Regions from separate parts of the Zea mays genome. Here region 1 is linked to region 2. A link is a contact called in public Hi-C data. All regions are on one chromosome and are shown on one strand. Each heading gives the region's core, a stretch centred on a gene start, on an enhancer-like site or on the middle of the called end of the contact. The rest is flanking DNA. Distances are from core to core; before and after follow the strand shown. Region 1 holds the start of LOC100191205 (MADS box interactor-like). Region 2 holds the start of LOC100283416.

Region 1 (3,002 bases), core at 88-2,587, 260 kb after region 2:
CAAACATCATTACCTTCGTGGATTCCTCTAAGTATTATGGCGATTTCTATGACTCAAAAAATATACAATATAATTTTTTGATTGCTTGGAACCACGAGAATCAAATAGAACGTCATTGAAGGGTTGTGTGATTCCACTATGTTATATGCTTCATTTTTCACTCATCATTGTCTATTGTACTCCTTTGGGTCTGGTGATAATTGAGTACACACTTGAAGCACACTTATTAGAATCATTATTTGTTTTGTCATTTGATCACAAAAACCTCAAAAAGGTTAATTGCACTTACACGCTGGGAAGAAGAGGTGAAGATGGCTAATGGTCATAGCCCAAAGTTATCACGATAGCCCAACACTAGATACCATTTTCCGTATGGACATGGATGAAGAAGGAGGTGGGAGAGGTTGAGGAGGATCAAATCTAATAGGTCTGGCCATGGACGACTCCCCTGAACCGAGGGTGGAGGGGGTTCCTATTGGCACCGTCGGGAGGAAAAGAGATGGTCAGCAACCTCCTTGTATTTGAGAATGGGAAAGATAAAAAGGAAACAAAATGAATCAATACGATGAAAAATATAATTTATGATAGTTAGAGATGGTAATGGATCATGATCCAACTATTTTTTCATAATTTATTTGAGACTTTAACTAATTTTAGTTTAAAAATGAATAGATATAGAGCCCGACCTCAAACTGATCCTTAAATTTTATAGTGTAAAATTTAGAGTCTATTACTATCCTTAATGATATTGATGGTTATTTTTTACCAGACATCATGAGAACATACAGAAGAGCCTCTAGTGTAGCAGCCCTAAGCTCCACTAAAATGGTGAATCGGTCCTCCAGGTCCACTGTCTTTGTAAATTCAAATTTAGTGAAACTAGAGCGTTTAGAGCGAAACGAAGTTGAGGAACTGTTTCAAACACATCCAAGATCCAACCATAGCAGCCACAGGTTTAACGTAGCGCGTGGGTGGAAAAGATGCAACATTTTGGGCTGGTTCGGTTTGTGCGGATGATGGAATGTCCAGGCTAGCCGACTGTGTTCGTTAAACTTTATGTTGCACTTAGTTTGGTATGAGTTTGTTTTGGATTCCATACTATTCGCAGTTTGGCGCTGTTGGCCCATGAAGCCTGCTTCAGAAACCCAGAACGGCCTCCCTCAGTCTGGTTGCTTAGTTGGGCGACGGCCCATCTAAACTTCGTCACAACCAACACCGTAACCTTAAGCCGTGTCCCGTGTGCCCGTGTCAAATATCAGCCTCAACCGACAGGTAGGACCCATGACACGGGGCCCACTTAGTTGCTTATGTGAGCAACCCAACGCTATTATTACGCCACGATAACCCAAACAAACCAATCATCCTCTCCGTGTAGGCCGCGGGATTCCGTGTCCCTCTCCAATCCGGCGTAGCCATCGTCGCCGGATACAGGATCCGGTCCCCGCGATGGAGCCCTCACCAACCTCCTCCTCGCCGGCTGTGGCGCGCCGGTTGTCGCCGGAGGTAAGGAGGGTGCCGAAGCGGGCGCTGGAGGAGTTGTTGGAGCAGGTCCAGCGGGCTGTTGAGATGCTGCGCGATGCCGACGCTGATCTCGCCATCTCTCTCTCGGAGGAGACCGCAGCAGCCTCGCCGGAGGCCGAGGACCGCAAGGACGATGTTGGTGTCGATGGAGATGGCATGGCGACGTCGTCGGTTGCGAGTGACTCCGATTACGAGACGACGCAGGTGAGCAGGAGGCGGCTTGATCCCTCACGAGCTCTTCTGGGGATGTTGAGGGTCCCAGGAACCAGGATTTGGATTTCCTAAGTATAAGTTCCAACAGGCGTAACTGAATTGGTAAATTGCGTAATTCAACTGAATTAGCTACAATTTAAGTTTGGCCACTAAAATCTAACTAAAATCTAAGGGCTCGTTAGCTCTACTCCATGATTCTCTAGCTTCAAAAGCTGATTCTCTAAGTAAATCTATTGACTAAAACCGTTTGACAAATAAGATATAAAGTGATTCCAGAGTGGAGGGAGTAGGTTGAGTAGGGTGGGAAACATGTTTTTTGATTCTCACTTTCTAGTACAAAATAAAGAATAGATTCACTCCACTTCTACCATGGAGTCCTACCATAGATGAGTACAGATTTTTACCGATTGACTCTATAAAAGTGATTCTTGTTGGGAACGGAGCTGTGGAGATCTGCCAAACGCACTCTAAAACTAAAGACTTGCTAAATATCTGGGGACCTGAGGTGTATGCGTAGTTCGAAATTACTTCTAATCACTGTTTCTGTGCCGTGGTGAGACTAAAAAGGTATCTGTCGTCAGTCGTCACTGCCTTGTTGGGAGCTCTTGTCCACCTTTGATTATTTTAGGAGAAAAGGAAACATTATGTGTACTTGCATTACTGCCAGTTTGATGCAGATTTACCATTCAGTTGTGATGTTATTAGCACTCACTTTGTTTCAAATTCTAAGTCTTCTGTTGTTTTTTATAGATATGTATCTAGATATAAATATATGTTTAGACGAATCGCAATAGTAAGGTTTGTAGAGAAAACAGAACAACTTACAATTTAAAATGGAGCGAGTAGTCAGTGCCGGGTCCGGAAATAGTGGCACAGAATCAGATATTTGAACGTTCCTGATTGTTGTAAATAAATCTTTTCAAGATGTTGCAAAAACAGTATGTTGTTAGTTTAGGCGAAGTCATGTCTGCAGACTGCAGAGTATCCCTAATATGTATCTCTAGCTTCCTATCTGGAACGTGGGCTGAACGACCTCATGGTCATGGCCCTTATAGAAACCTTTGGAGTGACAAAGTAGAGACATAATTTTCCACATGGTTTGTTGTGTTCTGAAGCTGATCTACAATTAAAATAACTTGCTTTTACCTAGCAGATGTGTGACCTTCTTAAATCTAAGGTTGGATCACTCGAGTTCCTTCAAAAGCTCAATGGTATTCAGAAGTCAGTAGATCAGAATTGTGCAGGTAAGCCTCTGCTGGATGGATGTA
Region 2 (2,802 bases), core at 77-2,576:
CTGCAGAAGTGCTCGAATGCAAGCTTACTATCTATCCATGCTCACCGATGCTCTCCACGGCGACGAGGCAGCCGCCGCACGCCGGGGTCCGGCCCGTGGGGCGGCGGTGGAAGCTGCTCATCCTCCCGAGTGATCGCGTGCTCCTCGCTGCCGTGTCCGTGTGAGTGTGAGGACGAGTACAGCCGCCGCGCCGCGGGAGCCGAGGACGCGCGCGTCGAAGCTGCAGCAAGGCGAAGCAGTGCCGTCCGCGGCATGACCTGTAAAAGGCACTGGCGGTTGTGGTGGATCCTGGACGGGCACCTGGGCACGTGCTCCCCTCCCAACTTCCATGGCAGCAAGGCTTGCGATTGGCTCTATAGGGAAGACAACTGCTCCAGATATGGCACGGGCAATGAGTGGCATGCCCATCTTCTTCAGCTGTACAGGAGTACACTCTTCGATTCCGGCACGCAACCGAGCCCCAAAACATGGCCACACAAAAACGCGCAGAAAGACGTCCGCGTCCGCGGCAACCTCTACATCCAGCATTGCAACCTTGAAAACCCAAAAACGTGGTCTATCAGATCTCCTTTCCAGTCCTTTTTTCTGAATTCTAATCAATCTCTCGAAATTTCAATCCGGTACTAGTACACTCTACATGATATTTTTGAAATATTTAAAACTCCGCTACAGACCTAACTTTTTTTTTACTAAATACTAACTTCGTTCTCAAAATTTGTTGTCTATTATTTCATTTTTAAACTAAACCACAATAAATAAAAAAGAACCAAGGGTCATGGTTTAAGATACTGTCGTCAAACACATATTGCTAAAAGTAATGTAAAAAATATTACAATTGTGTAATGATATTTTAAAGCGTGTATTTTAAAAATATTACAATTATGTCATGATATTTGTTGTCTATCAGATCTCCTTTCCGGTCCCTTTTTTTCTGAATTTTAATCAATCCCTCGAAATTTCAATCCGGTACTAGTACACTCTACATAATATTTTTGAAATATTTAAAATTCCACTATAAACCTAACTTTTTCTCGAATATTTGTCGTCTGTTATTTCATTTTTGAACTAAACCGTAACAAATAAAAAAGAACCAAGGGTCATGGTTTAAGATACTGTCGCCAAACACATATTACTAAGAGTAATATAAAAAATATTACAATTGTGTCATGATATTTTAAAGCCGTAGTATTTTAAAACTATAGTTTTGAAATACTTTACTTCAATCACATTGTAAAGTTTATTTATTTTACCGTTAATTCATGTGGACTGAGTGATATTAAGTCAGTTTAAATACATAGCAATACAAAATTCATCCTAATACATTCTAATACACTTTAACCCACCTGAAATTGGAATAAACAAAGTGTATCGAAGCGAACGGGGCCGACTTCTCCGAATCGCATCCCCTCCCCCACTCAAGCAGCCAAACCCTAGATTGGGCAAGATGCTCGGCGGCCTGTACGGCGACCTCCCGCCGCCGTCGTCGGCCGGCGATGAAGACAAGGCCTCCACGGCTTCCGTTTGGTCCAGCGCCACCAAGATGGCGCCTCCCACCCTCCGCAAGCCGTCCACCACCTTCGCCCCACCCCCATCTATTCTCCGGAACCAGCACCTGCGCCCGCCCAAAGCCACCTACATCCCCGCTCCCCCCGTCGTTGCCGCCGAACCCGCCCCGGCCACCTCCTTCCAGCCCGCGTTCGTCGCTGTCCAGTCCACCGTGCTGGAGGAGTACGACCCTGCCAGGCCCAACGACTACGAGGACTACCGGAAGGACAAGCTCCGGCGCGCCAAGGAGGCTGAGCTGAACAAGGAGCTTGAGAGGCGGCGCCGCGAGGAGCAAGATCGGGAGAGGGAACGCGAGCAGCGGGAGAGGGAGGCCCGCGAGCGCGAGGAGAAGGACTACCAATCCAGGGCCTCCTCCCTCAACATATCCGGCGAGGAGGCGTGGAAGAGGAGGGCAGCGATGAGCGGTAGCGGTTCTGCTGCTAGAACCCCATCGTCCCCACCTCACGGTGATGGCTTCGCCATTGGGAGCTCATCTTCTGCTGGGTTGGGTGTGGGTGCCGGCGGACAGATGACTGCTGCCCAGAGGATGATGGCCAAGATGGGATGGAAGGAAGGTCAGGGGCTTGGCAAGCAAGAGCAGGGCATCACCGCGCCACTAGTGGCCAAGAAGACCGATAGGAGGGGAGGAGTTATTGTTGACGAGAGCAGTTCTAGGCCCCCAGAAAAGAAGCCGAGATCTGTCAACTTTGATGGGCAACCAACACGAGTTTTGCTGCTCCGCAACATGGTAAATGCCATTGCTGCATCAATATAGGCCTGTTTGTTAATGCTTACATGTTGTCTTTTGTATGAATCTCTGAGGCTGACTATCGTGATGCATAACAGCATAGATTTAATCAGTCAATGAGTTGCAGATTGTGTACCGGTTTATTCAATTTATCCATCACTCAATTTATTCATACATTCACAACTGTTTGCTTGTAGTGGCACAGGTCACTAGCGTCTAGTGTATGATTAGCATTCCCTTTATCCTTGGCAATAATTGAATGTATCAATGTTGTAAGTTGCTATCTTTGTAGTTCTGAATTTGGTTTAAACAAGCTAGTTAAATTTCCGAACTACAATACTACATACTCCCTCCGTTCATAAATATGACACAATATATGACACCGTTGATTTTTAAAAAAAACTTTGACCACTCGTTCTATTCAAAAAAATAATGAGATTTGTTTTATCACTTAAGGTAGTTTGTGCTTGACTTAAAATTTTACATTTTTAATAAATATTTTGAATAAG

Evidence for each region. Hi-C and Micro-C count contacts between places; a contact is called where the count stands out from the background.
Region 1: a Hi-C map of leaf shows a contact between it and region 2, with 5 times the contacts expected there. The contact joins the promoter of LOC100191205 here to the promoter of LOC100283416 in region 2. A contact is called at or near these places in 3 of 25 Hi-C or Micro-C datasets (endosperm and leaf).

What each region holds. Positions count from the first base shown.
Region 1 is chr7:133,183,054-133,186,055 of Zm-B73-REFERENCE-NAM-5.0, forward strand. LOC100191205 (MADS box interactor-like) reads left to right here and starts at 1,338. Exons shown (of 6, transcript NM_001136640.1): 1 at 1,338-1,725; 2 at 2,888-2,978. The coding sequence starts at 1,447.
Region 2 is chr7:132,926,308-132,929,109 of Zm-B73-REFERENCE-NAM-5.0, forward strand. LOC100283416 reads left to right here and starts at 1,327. Exons shown (of 2, transcript NM_001156317.1): 1 at 1,327-2,293. The coding sequence starts at 1,445. LOC100283312 (carbonic anhydrase) reads right to left here and starts at 369. Exons shown (of 8, transcript NM_001412487.1): 1 at 29-369.